Regions from separate parts of the Bos taurus genome. Here region 2 is linked to region 1. The links are chromatin contacts, called in public Hi-C maps. All regions are on one chromosome and are shown on one strand. Each heading gives the region's core, a stretch centred on a gene start, on an enhancer-like site or on the middle of the called end of the contact. The rest is flanking DNA. Distances are from core to core; before and after follow the strand shown. Region 1 has its middle 100 kb from the start of TRNAC-GCA. Region 2 has its middle 290 kb from the start of TRNAC-GCA.

The links. A called contact is a pair of places that touch in the nucleus more often than the background predicts.
Region 2: a contact with region 1 is called in a Hi-C map of liver, with 2.2 times the contacts expected there. The contact joins two enhancer-like sites. A contact is called at or near these places in 2 of 11 Hi-C or Micro-C datasets (liver and skeletal muscle).

Annotation. Positions count from the first base shown.
Region 1 is chr14:11,879,388-11,882,087 of ARS-UCD2.0, forward strand. No RefSeq gene overlaps it. Among named protein-coding and RNA genes, the nearest start is that of TRNAC-GCA, 100 kb to the left of the region's middle. Within about 2 kb of position 1,359, at least 1 of the 102 cell types and tissues checked has an H3K27ac peak or open chromatin away from gene starts, as enhancers often do. A contact at or near this core is called in liver, where this site is marked.
Region 2 is chr14:12,071,597-12,074,296 of ARS-UCD2.0, forward strand. No RefSeq gene overlaps it. Among named protein-coding and RNA genes, the nearest start is that of TRNAC-GCA, 290 kb to the left of the region's middle. Within about 2 kb of position 1,280, at least 15 of the 102 cell types and tissues checked have an H3K27ac peak or open chromatin away from gene starts, as enhancers often do. A contact at or near this core is called in liver, where this site is marked.

The DNA.
Region 1 (2,700 bases), core at 109-2,608:
TTTACTGTAAATGATAGGGAACACATTAGTAAAGTCACCAGTATTATTCATCAGTGTGCCCTTAGGAGTCTTCATACCGAAGAGAACCTAGCATCTCTCAGGTCAAACCAAAATGAAACAGATAGGATTTCATCATGCATAGAAGAAAATAATAATATTAGATAACTTTAGTTAATAAGCCTGTTCTGTGAAGTGCTAAATATGAAGCAGCCTAAGAACAAGAACAGACACAACTAGTTTTACAACAGTCCAGAACACAGAAATCTTTGTTAACAATTCACTGGCACTGATCTTCATAATGTAGACATCAGAATAATTCGTGAAGCATTAAATAGAGGTCAGATTTGATTAATTCTTATTTATAAACTTTGAGCACTAGATGTGGACTCAGAAACTGTCTAGTCCAGGGATAGTGAACGTGCATACGTGTGTGGCCATTTTAATTTTCTAAGATCCTGGCAGACATCATTAATCAATCATGAGACATCATTAATCAATCACTAAACTTGGCTACAGATGCAAAATTCCATTTAATTCATTATCCTAGGCAAGTACAACCAGTCAGTATTATATTGCAATTAAGATGAAATCTATCTTTGATTAAATCCAGTCTAGAACCAAAGAATGAGTGGAACAGGGGTATGGGAAGAGGGCAGGATTGAGCCTACTGGTAGACACCACACTGTTTTCCTTGCTTCTAAAGGCTAAAACAGACTTCTTTCTCTGGCCTTTTTACTCTGCTGCATTATCTTCCATAAGATATCTCAATCCTTCTTATAAGATATCTGACAACAGTTCTGCCCCATTAATGAGCCAGACATGATGAGATGTTAAATATTCAATATTTGAAGATGGAATCTTTGACCAGAGAGAAGAAAGCAGTTGTATTTGGAGAAGAATAAAGAGGGAAATAGAGATAATGGCAATGAAAATGTGATACTTCTGTTAGATCTTCAAGGACAAGTAAAATCTCATGAAGACAATGAGAAATGAAAGCCATTCCAGCCATAAGAGGTAAAGGAGGCACAAAGATGAGAAACACCATCCTGCTAGGAAACAGTATTGTCATGATAAAACATATCAGGGAAGATGTGGCTGGAAAGGGCTTTGAATACTCATGGTTGAAAGAAAAATAAAGGAAGGACAGGCAGGGAAGAGAGAGAAAGACTGTGAGAGGAAGGGAAGAAGATGATCAGAAGCAGTACTATAAAGGACAGCATGAGTATGCAACCGCATGTTTCTCTAGATCCAGATTCAGAGACAGAAAAGTTTATCCCAGGTTCAAGCAGTTGGAAAGTGGTGAACTTGGAGTTTGACACAGGTCCTGTGATTTCAAAGTCCACGCTTATTCTCTGCTGCCACTCAGCACTGCTGGGATAAGTGGGCATATTTCCAAAAGAATTAGTCTGGTGAGGACTTGGTTCCCACTGATATTGGTAAGTTCAGATAGGTTTGTTTACAAATGAGCCCTGTTCTTTTGTGCTTAAATTTCAACAGTTTAAATGTGACAGTCAGTCACCTTCACCTTGAGTTTCTTTCTCTTGTTCCTAAAATACTTGAAAGGGTTCTTCAAGAAGAGACAACCCAACAGATATTAACTGAAGCCCAGCTATATATCTAATCAGAACTACAATCTTGGCAAGACATATACAATTTGTGTTTCAAGGTTCTTCATTTATCAAAATATATTTAAGAGTCAGTGTTGAATAAGTAAGAAGCATGTCCTATGATATTAGGAAAGATCTGGCTTTGAAACTGCATTTTGCCACTTTCCACTTGCATAATCTTTACTGTAATAATTAACTATCCCACACTCAAGTTTCTCATTTGCAAAATTAGAGCAAACATATATTCACATGACTTTCTTATTAAAATTAAATATGATCACATATGCATTGTTCCAACCTCAGTATCTACCATGGGATCTTTATAGGTAGAAGGCAAATTGTCTTCTTCATTGAATTGCATGCGAAGGAAAAATGGTTCCTACGTTTATAGACTTCATTCATGAAGAACAACTGAAGTGACTGAGCAACTTTGGAGAATTTCCCAGGATTGCTGGGGTAGAAGTGGGAAATCCCCTCTACTGTACGCTTAACTATAAGATCTTAATTCAAAGAAGTTCTGCAGGGTTTTTGACTAATACATGATTTCCATTGTTTCCTCTGCACTCATCTCAAATTGTTCTACTCATCATACCTACCATGGCAGAGGTCTCTGCCAGTCCACACTTGGGTTTTTGGAGGGAAAGAAAGAAGAGTCTTTTACCAAATAATGTATCTATGCTCTGACATAGATATCACAGCCTAGCACAGTCCAGCTGAGCTAGGCTAATTCAAAAAGCCTATTTATTATTTCCAGGTTGAAGACCTGCCAAGACCAGGGGTGAAAGTAGAATGCTATAGTGTGGGCACTAATTAGTCAGAATTGATGCCAGCTGAAAATGACAAATGCAGTCATGCCACCTTGAATAGGTCACCTATCAGTAGTGGCTAGAACAGAGATGTAGATTTGGAAACTACCTTTGCTTCAGTTTAATACTGAACTGGCCAGCAAGCAGTGAAAAGGATATAGAAGAAATTAAGATACCAGAAGGTAGATATGCAGCTTTCAACACCACCCTGCTTCCTCTGAAATGTGCTCTGGGTTCATGATTGAGCAGTCCATACTAGATGATGAATCAATAATTAGTACACTCCA
Region 2 (2,700 bases), core at 30-2,529, 190 kb after region 1:
TCTGGTCAGGGAACTAAGATTGCACCTGCTATATGGCTAAAAAAAAAAAAAAAAGAATAAGTATGAAGAAGACTTCCAAACAAAAGAGGACATTTCAGGCAGAGGGAACCTTTTTTTAATGTTTATTTATTTATGTGGCTGCACTGATTCTTCATTGCAACACGTGGGCTCTTTAGTTGAGGTATGCAAACTCTTATTTTCAGCAAGTGGGATCTAGTTCCCTGACCAAGGATCAAACCCAGCCCCACTGCATTGGACCACCAGAGAAGTCCCAAGGCAGAAGGAATCTCATGTGAAAAGATGGAGATGCTCTAAATAGTGCCATGTCTTGGAACCACCCCAAAACTCTGGGATGGTGAGAGCTTGAATTACGAAGAGGAAAGACCAGGGGTTGAAAATGGGTAGCTGGAATATTCCTTGTCTGTAAAGGAGCAGGACTTTAAGGAAAGGCATGAAAAGTAGGATTTGTACTTTACAAAGATTACCCCATCACCTCTGAGCTGCATGGTTTGGGGACGGGATATAACCAAATACAAGGGACTGATGGAAACCCATTAGGAATGTGTTCAAACAATTTTCAGTGTAATCATTCAACAACTATTACTTTAGTACCTACCCTTGCTGCCAGACACTTGGCTAGACAGACAAAATAGAGTGGTGAAGAAGGCTGACATTATTCACACACCTACCTATGTCCTGTTCTGGTAAGGGTGACAAATATTAAACAATAGGCACAATTAATCACATTATTAGAATGAAACATTCTAGGAAGTTTACTGGCTTCTGAAAGTGGACCACACCGGGTCTCAATGCAGTCTGAGGGTGGCAGTCAGAGGCGGAGGCAGGGACTCTTTCATATTAGGTAGGTTAGTCCCCAGACAACCTTGCGAGTTATTAGTCATGATGCTACAGAAACAAAGGCTTAGGGCAGGGAGTCAAAACTCTTCCTTGAGGCATGATTCCCAGATTCTGAGTAGCGACAGCAAGGGTGGAGAGCAGGGGGCAGGGGTGACTCCAAATGAGACGTCTTCATTCTGCCTGGTCATGCCAGGTATGTGAACTGGAGGACTCAGGTTTCATCCTAGAGTCTAAGGATAATCTCTTCCTCCCTCTTTCCCTCCCTTTCCACCAGCAACAACTCTCTCCCTCCCTCCCTCTCTCTCCCCCCCTCATGCTCATTCCCTCTATCCAGGCTAAATTGTTTTATTGAACTGTGTGGACAGAGCCAGCCAGCAGGGTGACATTGACTCAGAGATGGAAGCTTGCTGTCCCTTGCATCAGAAAAGCAGAGAGTGCCCATCTGGCAATTGGCAGCAGACGTGAGAGTAGCTTACGCCGAAGATGACTCAGCTCTGGCCCTCAGCAAGGCTCAACCATCAGCTATTTTAAAAAAGAAAAGGCAGCTTCAATAAGACCTCAAACTGATTCCACAGTAAGCTACTACCCACTAGGAAGCTGGTGGGCAGACAGTGCTGGCTCTTTTATAAGGACGATGGCAGGGTGCTTCCAGGGACGTGAACATAAGGGCTGCCAATCCAGGCAGGTCTTTATGTCCGGGTCGAGTGTGGCATTTGTCTCCATCACCTGCAAGTTGGCCTTGAGAGCAGGCTTGTGACTGGCTGACTCATTCTGCCTGGCCCCAAAACAGCTAGGTGAAGATGGATTAGAGAGCGAGGGAGGGGTTCATATAAATGCAAAAACATCTTCCAAGCACCTCCAATGGAAGCTCTAGGGCCCAGTGGGAATGGCACAGGCCAGGAACCACCTGGATGAACTGGGATGCTCAGCCCAGTCCTCCGCAACTGTGTGGCTGGAATGTCTCTGCATTTTAGTGCCCCGTGACATGAAGGAAGGGAGAGGAAGATGGGCTGCAATGTCATCAGCCTCTTCTACGGACCAGGCTCTTCACTCATCTCACCTGGTTTGATCCTCTGTTTCCCCGTAGGAGACCACTTAACAGTTGATGACAACATGTCCTTCCCTAGGTGTCTGTGAGAATCAGTGAAATAATATAGATGAAGGGCTTAGCATCACAAATCTACAAAGTATGTATTGTCATCAGTATTATTACTACAAATATTGTTGCCGTTTAGTCACTAAGTTGGGTCCAACTCTTTTGCAACACCACGGACTCTAGCCCCGTTTTGTAGAGGAAAAGCCTGAGTCCAGGAGGCCACATAGCAGGTAGTCTAATCCAGTTCTGCCTGACTTCAAACCCCTCTTCTTCACCCTATCAAAAGAGTGCCACCCTGCCTCTTGCCTCATGGAGTTTGGCTAAAACCCATGGGAAAAAGAGTCCAAGAGAGAAAAAAAGAATTTAGTCAAATGTTTCTTAAACAAATAATTTAATGAGAATTAAAGTCATTAAGAAACTATTAATAAATCAAATTCATATATTAATAATTAAAAACCATTTCATAAATATTTATCAAGGGCTATTTATGTGCTAGTCATTGTGCTGCTATGGGAGATAAAAAGGAATTAGATATGAATTCTGCCTACTTACCATGTATAGCCTAGTAAACATGCAGAAATTGCTCTAGTGACAGTAGAAGTAAATAATAATAACAATAAGATAATGCACTAGCCTAGGCTGATGTGCAGTACATTCCAGACACAATAACTGGCATCTTGCCAGCATCATCTCTTTAGCATTTTAAGCACTCTTCTGTGATAGGAATTATTATTTCCATTTTACAA